Linked DNA regions of Sus scrofa: region 2 is linked to region 1. A link is a contact called in public HiChIP or PLAC-seq data. All regions are on one chromosome and are shown on one strand. The core of a region is the stretch at or near the end of the contact, and the rest is flanking DNA. Distances in the headings are between cores, read along the strand shown.

Region 1 (3,270 bases), core at 451-2,950:
TGGATGTGGCCCTAAAAAGACAAAAAAACCCAAAAAACAAACAAAAAACCCCCCAAATCCCCCCAAAAACAAAACAAAACAAAACAAAACAAAAGAGAGAGAGAGAGAATAAGTTATCTTGCCTGGATGAGTGACCAGAGTTAAAAGAAGGTGGAAAGCCATGTGTTGGTTGCCAACAGCGGCGACACCAACAGCCTCAACCTTTTGTAGGCTTTCAGAAGAAGTTTTGGTCTTGAGTCATCAGGATTAAACTTCCTCTCAATTTAGAATAATAGGGAGTTTGCCACATACTGTATCTCTGTAATTAACCTAGTTTGTATCTATTACAATCTCTTAATAATCCTGAAATTTAGACATATTTTCAAATATTGGAACATTTAATGCTAAGGTTTTTCTTGGAAGGAGAAATGCTATTTTTTTGTTTCTGTGTTTGTTTTTATACCTGACAATTTTGAATTAAGAGCATACTACCTTGTAGCGATTACTACGGTACAGTGTATCCACAAAGCACAGAAAAGACACTGCTCTTCCCATCTCATGTCTGAGATCAGTCATCTCCTAACTTGTGGGTCACAAACCCCCAAGGTTCCTCAGCGTCATTGAGTCCATTTGGACAGTGATAATAGCTTTGAGTTCAAACAACATTCCCAAACCATGCTTTCTCTTCTTGTGATGAATATAGCTACTGTATTAACTATAAATGTGTTCAAAATAATTGTTATTATTTATTTATTTATTTATTTATTTTTATGGCTGCACCCATAGTATATGGAAGTTCCCAGGCCAGGTACTGAATCCAAGTTGCAGCTGTGATCTATGCTGCAGGAAAGCCAGATCCTTGAAGCCATTGCACTGGGTGGGGGATCAGACACGTGCCTCCACAGATACCTGAGCTGCTGCAGTCAAATTATTAACCCACTGCAGCACAGTGGGAACTCCCAAAATAACTATTAAATGTATAGAAGGCTTTCATCATCATGTATATTCCTGACATAACGGTAAAAGTACAGGTCCCAACATGTGGAGTTGGGTGAAGTCTTTTAAATATTTTGATCCCATGGAAGAGCCCTTGAACACCACTGACTTAGATCCTAGATTATAAGAGCCGGAGGAAGCTTAGTAGTCAAATAGAATTCAGCCTCCTCACTTGACTGATGAGGAAACTAAGGCCCAGAAGGGTCATTGAGTGTTGCAGAGGTGGAAGTGGTAGTGCTGGGGAATGAGCCCTGTTCTCCTCACTCTAGGTACAGTGCTATTCCACTGCAACACACTGTACTTCAAGATACATAAAAGCCAACTGGCTGGACCCAGGCAACCACAGTCGGTGAAAAGCCTGGATTGACACCTGGAGATTTTGACTTTCAGATCAACAGTGTTGATTTTATCACTCAGTCTCTCTGATATATCCACATTGGTTAAGTTGCAGTAATAGTTCTTATTAAATATTACGTGTGATCCTTGCAGTCTTTCTGAAGTTCTCACAACATGTGAAAGAGAAGAGTCACTAGATTTTGTGTGGTTAAGAGGTCTGAAAAGTCAAAATTGTATGAGATGCCATTTTTATAGGAGAACTCCTTTTGGTATCGTATTCCCAGTGCTAAACTAGAAGATGAGACGGGAGTTCTTTAAGACTTAGCAGTATAGACATCTCCCTGTTCTTGAGAGTGTAATAATAAATTACTCTTACCTCTTATGTTACCAGATGAAGACGGTGGCAGGCTCAAGGCAGACAACTACTGTTGAAAGAAAAAACAAACAAGAGAATGTGGATTCTTTTATTTTATTTTTTCCATTTTAATCACATAGTACTAGAAACTATATTGTGTATGACGTCATCCTTAGGAATGTTAGAAAGAAAAATTAAAATTTGGGAAACAGTGGCCATCTCCCTTAAGTGAATAATTGTTTGTGTGAGGGATGCAAAGCTAGCCAAGTGTTCTTCTACATATACATACCTTAAAGTGTTTTGAGGAAGGACAGGACAGAGGCATCTCAGCTCCACTTTTATAGAGACCATTTTGCAAACACAGCAGCCACCTCAGCTGTCCCAGCTGGGAACCTACTTGGCAAACCTTTTTTGGCAATCTCTTTGCACAATATTCACTGACTGTGGCTGTGAATGGATATAATTAGAAATATTTCTTGACACCTATAAATAATTTGACAGAGGATCATCTAGGGTTCTTTTGAGGCATTTGATAGGGATGGAGATTCAGGGCTTCTAAGGCTATTTCTCCAGCTTTGCTGTTCCATCATTCATCACTGAGTTGAAAGCCAGGTTCCCACTTACTCTCCTGCCTGTAAAATTGGTCCGACAGAATGAGCCAGACACGAGGAGTTGAGAACTAATTGATTTGTTAGTGCTTAGGGCCATTGAGGAGCTGGGATGAGTTTTAGCTCTGACAACATGATTGGTATTAAAGCAGAAAACTCCTAGCCTGGGTCTGGATTTTAGAAATACTGATGATAGATTTTTTTAAAGTCTAAAAGACTAAGCATGAAGGAGAAAGTTTAGGCAGATTCTCGGGCTAAGCCATGGTGACAGACCAGTGGGGGAGCCATAAGGGATTTAGAATAGATAGAAACACTTCTTTTCCTTTTCTGGAGAGCTTGCCGTGGCTGTCTTGAGCTCACATGTTTTCACTGGGGGGACTGCAGGAGTCCGTGTGATGTTCTATGTGTGTTTCTACCGCATAATGATGGAAGGAGGCATCAATATGCATTCCTAGTTCACAGGCAAATCCTCATGACTAGCAGTAGCTCTAATGAGGTGGGTAATACGTATTTTTATTTAAGGTGGGAGGAGAGATGTGATACCCACAGGACTCTTTGTGGGTTGAGAACATAAGGGGGCTATCACATATGCCCACGATGCTTGTAAATTGGGTTTTGGTGGTTTTGCCACAGACACAGCTGCTGCTGAATGTAACAGCAAATCTGTCCACGCTAAGTGTGTCACCTAGATCTGATGTAATATTTTTGGCTGTCATCTCCTAGCTTAAGTTACTGACTAATATGATCACTGTTTGCAAGCATCCTACTGACATAGAATTTCTTTTTCATACCTTCAGAGATTGAATCTTTTATAGTTTTTATTTCTTTTGATACAATACTGTGGAATAGATGATCAGGCTTTTTTTTTCCCCCCAGTCTCCATGGAAATGATTCACAGAAGTTTAGTGACTTACCCAAAGTGTTAGGCTCTAAGCCAGAAAGAAGAGATGTCTTCTGATTTTTCTCTAATTTAAGATTTCACAACTCATTTATTTT
Region 2 (3,270 bases), core at 261-2,760, 33 kb after region 1:
ATGTAACAGAAAGATGCATAATATGCTAAGGGTTTGGACTCTGTTTCATAGGTTTAAATAGTCTTAATCAAGCCAAGATTGAGATTTAGTTTCTAAATGGATCAATTCATCAGACACAGCGTCCTCTATCTCCAGATCACACACTCCAACCCCAACTCTCATCAGCCTCCCAAAAGTATACCATTGGGACAAAGAAAGATCAGGCGAGAGAGGGTACCTCAATCAGAATGCAGTCCTTTTAAAGGGGAACAGTAAGTACTGCTGTTTATATAATGTAGCCCCAAATATCATCTTCGTTCAAGGAGACAATATCATTTCTTAAATCGGTTCTGATGACTTTAATGAAATAACAGTACATCCTAAAAGTATCTGTATCTATCCATAATCAGCAAGCAACTTAGATTAAAAAAAAGGATTGAGTACACATTTTTCATTTCTATTAGACAATACTACTCAGCAGTTACTCAATCTTTTGTTACTTAAATATTTAAGATAAATCATGTATTCCAAGCCAGGAGACTATAATCAGTCAAACGTAAGAGGGATGGAAGAGTAGCGTGGCCTAGTCAGGTTGTGGATCTGGAACCAAGAGAACTGAGTCTTTGTCCCCATTACCAGTGTCTTCCTCTCTGTGCTTTAAGTCACCTCTTCTGTGCAACCTGGTGGTGGGATCTGATGACTCCTGAGGATTGTTTTAGCGTTAACATTTTGGGATTATAGGTGGCAAAATAATTTGTATGAACCATGGTTGGGCCACTCACCAGTCAGCATGAACTGATAGGCGTTGTCGGAGATGGAGAAGATGTGGGGCGGGGCCTCCTGGCGCTTTTTGCCTCTGTAGGCCGTCACCACCTCGGCGTTGTACACCGGCAGCCACTTGTAGGGGTTGACGGTGACACAGAAGAGGCCCGAGTAGGTCTGTACCATAAAGAAACAAAAGGGCGTAGAATTATTTGCTGGGGATCTCAGTAACGTTCTGTTTTTCCAAACATGAACGACCCGCATGAGCGGAAGGCCACGGGGATGAACTCACGTAGATCATCCAGGCTGCGTAACGCTCTTTGAGGTTGTACAGCACAGCGGGCTCGTGCAGGTGGGTCATCATGGCCATGTCCTCGATCTTGTCAAATTTGGGAGGGTTCATGGGGAACACCTGGTCTTCTTTCACTGTCAAAGTCTGGGAGACAGGAAAGATAAGCATTGATGTCAGTCGAGTGGCCAGACAGAAACACTCAGTAGAATGTGATCGGCTTCTGGGGCTCTACTCACCGCCCCTGCTTCCGTCTTCACTGTCACTTTCCCTCCTTCTCTGCTCTGGACAGTCCCTTTGACAAAGGATTCCTTGGGCTCCGCCACAAAGACTGACGTTTTGGCATCAAAAGGTTTATTCTGGGCCTCAATGCGCTCCTTTTCAGACTTTCGGAGGTAAGGAGCAGCCTCCCCAAAAATAGCCATTTCCTGGTCGGAACTCATGGCTGCGGGTTATTGATGGCAGCCCAGTCAAAGACCCTGCCCGGCAGAGAAAGAAAAGATGAGAAATTCAGAAACTGGACCATTAGATTCTTGTTAAAAAAAAAAAAGCAAGACCTTCTTTCTTCCCTGACCAGCTGAGTGCTAGCATCTTGCTGGGTATGACCACTTCCCTGGCTTGACTGCAGGTGAAATGTCACCCTCTGTATTCTGTGCCAGTGCTGACAGATACTCATTCTTGTGTTTCAAAAGAGTCTGTTGTTTCTGGCTCATATACTGTATCATATTATAGCTCCTTTCTCTGTTTCATTTTTTGTATTCATCTTTAGAAGTCCTCTATGATTGATCATCTTATACAGAAACAATGCTAAGATGCTTCTCCAACGCTTTTACTCATAGTTTTTATCTTCCATTTGATTTATAAGCACCACTTGGGCAGAGTATTTTCCTTCTGCAGCATCCTTCATGCATCTTAGAACACATGTCAGGGCTATGGGGAAGGACCAAAGCCAGCTTTGTAAAGTAAAATATCAATAGAAATATGTTGCTGAAATTATAGGAACTACTTAGTACATGGTGAAGACCTTTTCATTATAGATTTGGGATTTAAAAACAACTACCTAATAAAGGAAAGCAGGAACGTGAGGAGCTTTGTTTTGCACTGTTTCGTTAAAAATATTCTGTCATATATCAATTTCTCTTGTTCCTATCATAATGTTGACACTCAGCTTCTTCACCTGTCTTTAGTATTTCTCAGTGACTTCTATAAAATGTTGTTATTTATGTTTTCTTCCTTTATTAACAACACTCATAAAAATTGAAACTTTCTTTTCAAGATCCAGCCCTTGCCACTTGAACATTCATTAATCCTTCAATAGTGATCATATGTCACCAGTTTTATAATAATAAAGATGTCTTTTCCAGGAAACTCAAAGCACTCGTGTAGTTGCAATATTTGTCTATTCAAACTACAGTGATTTAGTAGCACAGTTAAAATCCTTTGTCTTTCTAAAAATGCTGAGTCAGTTTTCATACCATATTTTTTAAAAAGTCCATTTTACAGAGTATGGAGCAACATGCAGGTTTCAGCTCAATCCATTCCATTCACCCATTTAGACAGTATCTTAAGATTTTTTTATATTATATATAGTTTTGAGTAAAAGCTGTAGTCTAGGAAATTTACATTTTCTCTATAAATGAATAATAACACTGAAATGTATTGCGTGTTATAATTCAATTTAAAAAATCTGCAATGCTCTAAATAGGAAAAATTGTATCTAAAAACTTCTAAAGATTCTCAGAAAACATTTCAAGTATTGCAAAATGTATAAATGAATGAAAACCAGTGTCTAAAGCTCCCCTCATAGTTTTTCAAGGGAAGCATAAACAGCCATGAAATTGAAATACTTTTAATTCATAACTTCCTGATCACTCTTCAAACCACTGCAGAAGATTTCTTGCACCCTGCAAGCCATGAGAAAAAGAAACCATTATCTTACCTTTGAGATGCAACCTTGAAGTGGGGCAGAACTGTAAGAAAAAGAGCAAATTTCTTCTGATTAAATTCTAACAATTCCCAATAATAGCATGAATGAGTCTGAACTGAGAAGCAAGAAATGACTGGGACCCTAAACATCTAATTAAAATTGCTGCAGAGTAAGTTGGTGCTTGGCTGGCAGGGCTGCCAGGGCAGTAGGAGCCAGGATGTGTGGCATGTGTCGGGCAGCCAGGCATCCCTAATGGCCCTTTAGACAGAGCCCTGTCCTCATACACACTTACCTTGAAGCTTTATGAGGAAAG

What was found. HiChIP or PLAC-seq counts read pairs in DNA pulled down with a chosen protein or histone mark.
Region 2: an H3K27ac HiChIP or PLAC-seq map of skeletal muscle shows a contact between it and region 1. The contact joins the promoter of MYH1 here to the promoter of MYH4 in region 1. A contact is called at or near these places in 6 of 47 Hi-C or Micro-C datasets (embryonic fibroblasts, epiblast stem cells, fetal skeletal muscle and 3 more) and 1 of 2 datasets of contacts at active chromatin or transcription factors (skeletal muscle).

The regions. Positions count from the first base shown.
Region 1 is chr12:55,214,251-55,217,520 of Sscrofa11.1, forward strand. It overlaps MYH4 (myosin, heavy chain 4, skeletal muscle), which reads right to left and starts at 1,701. Exons shown (of 39, transcript NM_001123141.1): 1 at 1,688-1,701.
Region 2 is chr12:55,247,832-55,251,101 of Sscrofa11.1, forward strand. It overlaps MYH1 (myosin, heavy chain 1, skeletal muscle, adult), which reads right to left and starts at 1,511. Exons shown (of 38, transcript NM_001104951.1): 1 at 1,270-1,511; 2 at 1,034-1,177; 3 at 762-918. The coding sequence starts at 1,473.